Regions from separate parts of the Macaca mulatta genome. Here region 1 is linked to region 2. A link is a contact called in public Hi-C data. All regions are on one chromosome and are shown on one strand. Each heading gives the region's core, a stretch centred on a gene start, on an enhancer-like site or on the middle of the called end of the contact. The rest is flanking DNA. Distances are from core to core; before and after follow the strand shown. Region 1 holds the start of OGA (O-GlcNAcase). Region 2 holds the start of NPM3 (nucleophosmin/nucleoplasmin 3).

Region 1 (2,824 bases), core at 145-2,644, 37 kb after region 2:
TGGACTATCTGTCCATTCTTATCCAGAAACTGTGAAAACAAACATCTGGTAATTTTCTCTCACTACCAAAAAAGTCCATCATTCTTTTCGACTGTAAACGGGAAAAAAGGGGAGAAGGGCATTTTTAACGCCATTTCTGCGGTCACTAAATTCAAATTATGCATCTCAGACACTTTGAGAATCGGTGATTAAAGCCAAAGCTTCATCCCTCGACAGCAAAGTACAGTAGCTGGGAAAGAGGGTAATTTTCTAAGTTGCAAATGAATCTTTGCGGGGGTAGGGAGAAGCAACACAAATATTCTAAGCAAAGTGGAACTTGAAATACTATAGGCCAACCGTGCTTCTCTTCACTCCAGAAGTACAAGCACGTCAATGTGGGTCGATTTTCCACAAAAGGTGGTGACAGAGGAACTATACACATTTTTTCAATGGAACGCAGACAACTCTAGGGAATAAGATCCCAAGGTACACAGTAGAACTCAGAGGCTAACAGAGCACCAGGCTCCTAACCACCGCCTCCTTATGAGCTGACTTGGCTCCAAGCCCAAGACGGGTGGGGTCAGACTTGTGAGTGGCCGGGGGGAATTCGACGCCGTCTAAGGACGTGCGAGAAGATTCGGCCCAACATCTCGTCTCTCCCCCTCGCTTTAGCAGGGCCACATTTCAGACCCAAAGGCTTTCCAGACTTCTACAGCCTCCAAAAGCCCCGCCACCACCCTCCTCCCGAGGACAGAACGTGTCAGTGCCAAGGCGGGGCGGGAAGGAGGGCGCTCACCTTCCACCACGCCACACAGGAACCGCCGAGCCCCTCCTGCAGCCCCAGCCACCGCCGCTCCCCCAGCCCCGGCGGGGTTGTCTTCTCCGGGTGCCGGAGCTGCCGGCGGCTCCAGCGATGCCCCCGCAGAGGCGGCAGGGTTGGAGCTGAGCTCGCTCTCCCGCTCCTCCAGCGTCGCTTGACTCTCCTTCTGCACCATCCTCCTGCCCCCGGCCGCCGCCACCTCTGCGGGTCCTCCTCGGCCTCCGTCCGTTGGGCCACAGGCCCGGAGCCCTGGAGAGGGCTTCAGCTCCAAGTGTGCGCCCCTCCGGCTCCTTCCCCTCCCCCTCTGCCCTTCCCCCTCCCTTTCCGCAGGGACCCGAATGCCCGGATGAAAAGGGCGGCGGCACCGGCGCGAGCCCTTTGTCAGCCGCAGCCTCAGCTTTAAGCTGGGGCGCCGGAAGCCTAAGCGGAGAGCGAGGCTGTGACTTCTCGTTCGCTGGAAGAAGACGGCCAAGGCTCCCGTCCTCGTTCTCAGCCTCTGCTGCCCTCCAGTTAATCTCAGTTCTTCTGCTGTTTCCCCCCGAAGCCCCGAGCTCTCTGCTGCTGCCTCCACCGCCGGCTTCCTGTTTATCCGCACTGCGCTTGCGCTGCAGACCGGCTCAGACCGGTCCCCTCCGCCCGGCTCCCCCGCCTTTTTTGGGGCTAGCCTATTAAGCTCCTCTAGGTAGGGGGAAATAGAACAGAGGAGACGCGAAAAGCAGAAGGTAATGAAGGCAGTGGAATGTACCATTTCTGCTTGCCACCCTCCGGAACAAGCCTGACACCCTGGAACGGACCATTACCCGGCCCGAAGGAGGGGCGTATGGGAGGAGGCTGCGGCCGGTTGGGGCAATAGGGAGAAGGGGGGAAGGTGAAAAGGAGAGGTGTTTACTCTCTCAGTGCGCAGGCGCGGAACCGCAGCTTCTCGTTCTTAAAGAGATAGGAAAGAACTGACCTACTTTTATGGAGATTCTTGTAATATGTGGGCTCATTACATCTGCCTGACCCAGGCTTGGTTCGGTAAAGACACCATTCCAAGGAGCTCAGCTCACCCCTCTGCCTTGAATCATTTTCCCCTAATCCCATTTCAAATGAAATCATTCGTTCATTGCTTCATTCAGTAGACATCTATAGAGCTTGCCTGGTGCTGGGCTCTAGGAACACTATGAGCTCACAGTACGGTGGTGGAGACAAGCCACCACACACGCAGTTCCCACAAGGTGTCCCCAAGAACTTTGGAGCTCAGAACAGGTGATACTCACTCCTCCTTTGGGGAGAGGCCGTGGGCATGGCTTCACTTTTCAGCTGGATTATAAAGGATGTGAAGTTAGCTTTACTGAGCAGGAGGGGAGGGAAGACAGTACTCCAAGAAAGTGGAACGAACAACAGAGTCCAAAGGTAGGGAGGCATGAAAAGCCTGCCTCGTTTGGGAATGGGGAGCGCGCGGTGTGTGCAGTGGGGCATGAGATCCCTTGGGCCTCAGCATGGGCATCGCTTCCTTGGGAAGCCTTCCCTGAGCCCTAGATGGGTTTGGGTCTCCTCGCTGTATGTTCTCAGAGCTCTCTTGTAGTCCTGTCCTAATGCACTTTACGTTTATGTTGCTTGAGAAATCTGTCTCAGCCTGTGAGGTATAAACATGAAATGATGATTAAGACTTAGTAATGTCCATCTTACACTTCAGTCTGATATTTACCTCCTCTAGCCATAGCCCAACTTGTAGTTTCAGGGACTTTCATGGTCCCTCTTCTTTTCAATCCTGGATTGTTGAGATGGGGGTTAGGAGCAAGCGTTTTTTGTTTGTTTTTTGAGACGGAGTTTCACTGTCGCCCAGGATTACAGGCGTGAGCCACCGCGCCCGGCCAAGCATTTTCTTAAGGAACCTCCTGTGCTGAGAGTTAGGGGCCGTAGCAGCTTCACTGGATATTGTGGTCCGTTGGGGTTGAGAACACAACTTTTTTTTTTTTGTAAGATAAGAGGTCTCACTTTTGCCACCCAGGCTGGTGCAATCATAGCTTAAGTATTGAATTC
Region 2 (2,858 bases), core at 77-2,576:
GAGGTAGGCTTGAGTAGACGGAAAGGAGAGGGCATGTCATGCACAGGGCACAGCGTGAAGGGCACGCAGACCTGTACAGGACTGCACTGGGAGATGAAGGTGGGATGGGGCAGGAGTGCGGAGTGGGGGAAGCCTGATGGGAGAGTCTACTGGAAGCAAAGGAGAGGGCCCTTTCCTCCTCTCACCAATCTGGTGCCGCCCAGTGATCCGCACAGGGCCAGAGCCCGACTTCAGGCGGAAGGTTACAGGTGGTTGGAGCTGGAAGTCGTCCAGACTGAGCTGGGAGGAAGACAAGGATGAAGGCCTGGCCCACTCCTAGCCCACCCCACACTGTAATGAGTACTGACGTCCTCAACCCCGTCACCACCACCACCACGAGGGTAGAGCTGGGGAACTCACCATGGGTTGGCAGGACAGCTTGAGGTTGGCCACAGGGACTGCGATCTCCTGATGGTCATGGTTCCGGGCCACAACTTCTACCACATTACACTCGTCTTTGGCTCCCTCGGTGAGGCAGAGCTGGCAAGGGTACACAGGGTCTCAGGGTCTCCTCAAGCGAGGGCTGACACCACAAGTAAAGGCATCTACCCTAGCACCTGCCCAGCTTCAGAGGTCCCGGTTCACCTGGCCAGGGGAGCCGCCCATGTCGGGGGGTTAGGCTGAGGAGGTGTCTCCAAGTAAAGGGGGTCCGGGGGTTGGGTAGAGACATATATTGCTTGCCTGGGCTTATTTATTGAAACCCCACTCCCCCGCCCCTCACCATGGTTAGTGCCAGCACGTGCTCCGCATCATCCTCTTCCTCTACCTTAAAGGTGAAGGAGCGGGTGTGGCCGGAGAGCTCACAGCCTGGGAGAAATAACAGTGAGTATGCCTGAGCGTGTGTACGGGGCTGGGGGTGGGGGATGTCACCAACCCGCGGTCACGTGTAACCTTGGGCGGACGAGCCATTTACACGTCCACCTCCTTCTCTTCTCTCAGAACACCTGGGGCGCTCGGCCGTGGGCCCCGCCCAACACATCTGGGGCAGGGATCTCGCCGCCCCCTTCGGCTGTGCGTGCGAGGCCCCCTCTCCTCCAGGAACAGCAAAGCAGCCCTCCGCCCACACCCACGCCGTGAAACCCTCCGCATTCCGCCTCTCATCCCTACCTCTTACCGCCCCAGTACCACCCTCAGCCTCTCCCTTCCCCAATACCGAAGAAAAAACTGTCCATAGTGACTGGGGCTGGGACCCGCAGGCCCCCGACACCCCCGGCCCGCGTTCGGCTCTCCTGACTCAAAAACGCTAAGGCAGCTGCTGTGCCGGCGGCCATGCTGCAAGGGCCTTCTCCAAACTCCGCCCCCGACACGCACAAAGCTGGGGACCCTCGGCCAGTTCCGGCCCCGCCCATTAAAGGAGACGCTCAGTCCCGAAAGAGAAAAGGCACCGAGACCCCACAGCCCTACCCGGAGCCCGCAGCTTCTGCTCGTATTGTATCAAGACCGAAGAGAAAGGAAGTAAACATCACAGAAGAACGGATTTGGGATTTATGTTAACATCCTTGTTCATTTCCACGACTACGAGGGTGTCCACTTCCCCAAGCTCCTCGCTCTGTGTTGGAGGAGTGTCTCCCACTCTTCCAACCCAGGGTAAGCTTTCGTTAAAGGAGGTATAGATATAAAAGTTAACTCTTCTTACTCCTCCTCCCAGCAAAGGTGGGGTTCAGGGCAGTGCTTTTCCGCCACAAGCAAAGGAAATGCACTCAGATTGTCTTTGCCTCAAGAGAGCCGAGGAGCCTAAAGACTTTCAGTTCAGGAATTTCCATCCTAACATGTGTGTCCTCTCGGCTAAGCCTCTCCTAGATACTCTTCCTGCTCCAATGACCCCGCAACTTGTTATGCCTTCACTGAGCCTTAGCTGCTAGCAGAGAACTAGTTAGTTCATGTGTGTTCTGTTCCTGGCCGACCCACGCGTTTTGAGCTTTTAATTCCAAATCAGCCAGAAGTTATCTTTGCGCCCTGGATTGTCAGTTTACGCTACTCGCGCCATCTTTCGCCTTTTAAGAATCAGGCCAACTGTGTGCTTTTTCCCAATAGATAGCAAAAACTCAAACAAGAGGCCCTATTTCACACCCAGGTTGTAACTGTGGCAAGAGGGTGGGGTGGCTTGGCTAAGAACCAGTCTACTTTTCTTAGCTCTTGCCCTAAGGAAAATCTGGAAGTGATGGGAGGTAGGAGGGCTGCCTTCAAGATCCAATCTCTAACTTGGAACAGCTGTGGAGAGGAGGCATACTGCTTGTAGGTGAGGCATGAAAGAGGAGAGAAGGTAGGGCGCAGACAGGAAACAGATTCACACAATACAACACGACAAGCATTCACTTCAAGTTTTATTTTGCCTCTTGCATGGTCTTTTACAGTTCGTTTTCTACAGGAACTGAGCTCTGATCTAAACAATCAATAAAAATGTCATTCCAACCTTAATATTCATAACCAGGAAACAGCATAGCACTTCATGATCCTAGAGTGATGAAAGCAAAGACCAGGACATCTGTTTCACAGTTACCTGTGACCAGACCAGCCAACATGATTACTAAAAGCCAAGATAAAACCAAAAGTAAACTTACTAAAACATCCTGATTCCATGAGGTTAACTCTGAAATCCTCCAGACAAAATGCTAGAATTGTCCACTACTGTTAAATACGAGAAAACTGAGGAAAATTCAGCTGTCTTACTATCTAGTAGGGGTCTTCCCTTCATCTCAAGCCCTCAAAAATGCAAACTTGGTTCCAGCTTTACAACATACCATATCCTTCTATCAGTTAAAAGGTTTCTAACCTTAAAACCTTCTCTCCTTTCTTCTCACCTACTTAGTGCATACTCA

What was found. A called contact is a pair of places that touch in the nucleus more often than the background predicts.
Region 1: a contact with region 2 is called in a Hi-C map of liver, with 1.6 times the contacts expected there. The contact joins the promoter of OGA here to the promoter of NPM3 in region 2. A contact is called at or near these places in 4 of 14 Hi-C or Micro-C datasets (cortical neurons, fetal cortex germinal zone, fetal cortical plate and 1 more).

Annotation. Positions count from the first base shown.
Region 1 is chr9:113,902,583-113,905,406 of T2T-MMU8v2.0, forward strand. OGA (O-GlcNAcase) reads right to left here and starts at 1,395. Exons shown (of 15, transcript XR_013398279.1): 1 at 776-1,395. LOC144331301 (a long non-coding RNA gene) reads left to right here and starts at 2,014. Exons shown (of 3, transcript XR_013398339.1): 1 at 2,014-2,194. It also overlaps a transcript of KCNIP2 not described here.
Region 2 is chr9:113,865,771-113,868,628 of T2T-MMU8v2.0, forward strand. It overlaps NPM3 (nucleophosmin/nucleoplasmin 3), which reads right to left and starts at 1,327. Exons shown (of 6, transcript NM_001194502.3): 1 at 1,193-1,327; 2 at 761-846; 3 at 400-519; 4 at 186-279. The coding sequence starts at 1,310. OGA (O-GlcNAcase) reads right to left here. Exons shown (of 15, transcript XR_013398279.1): 15 at 2,346-2,858.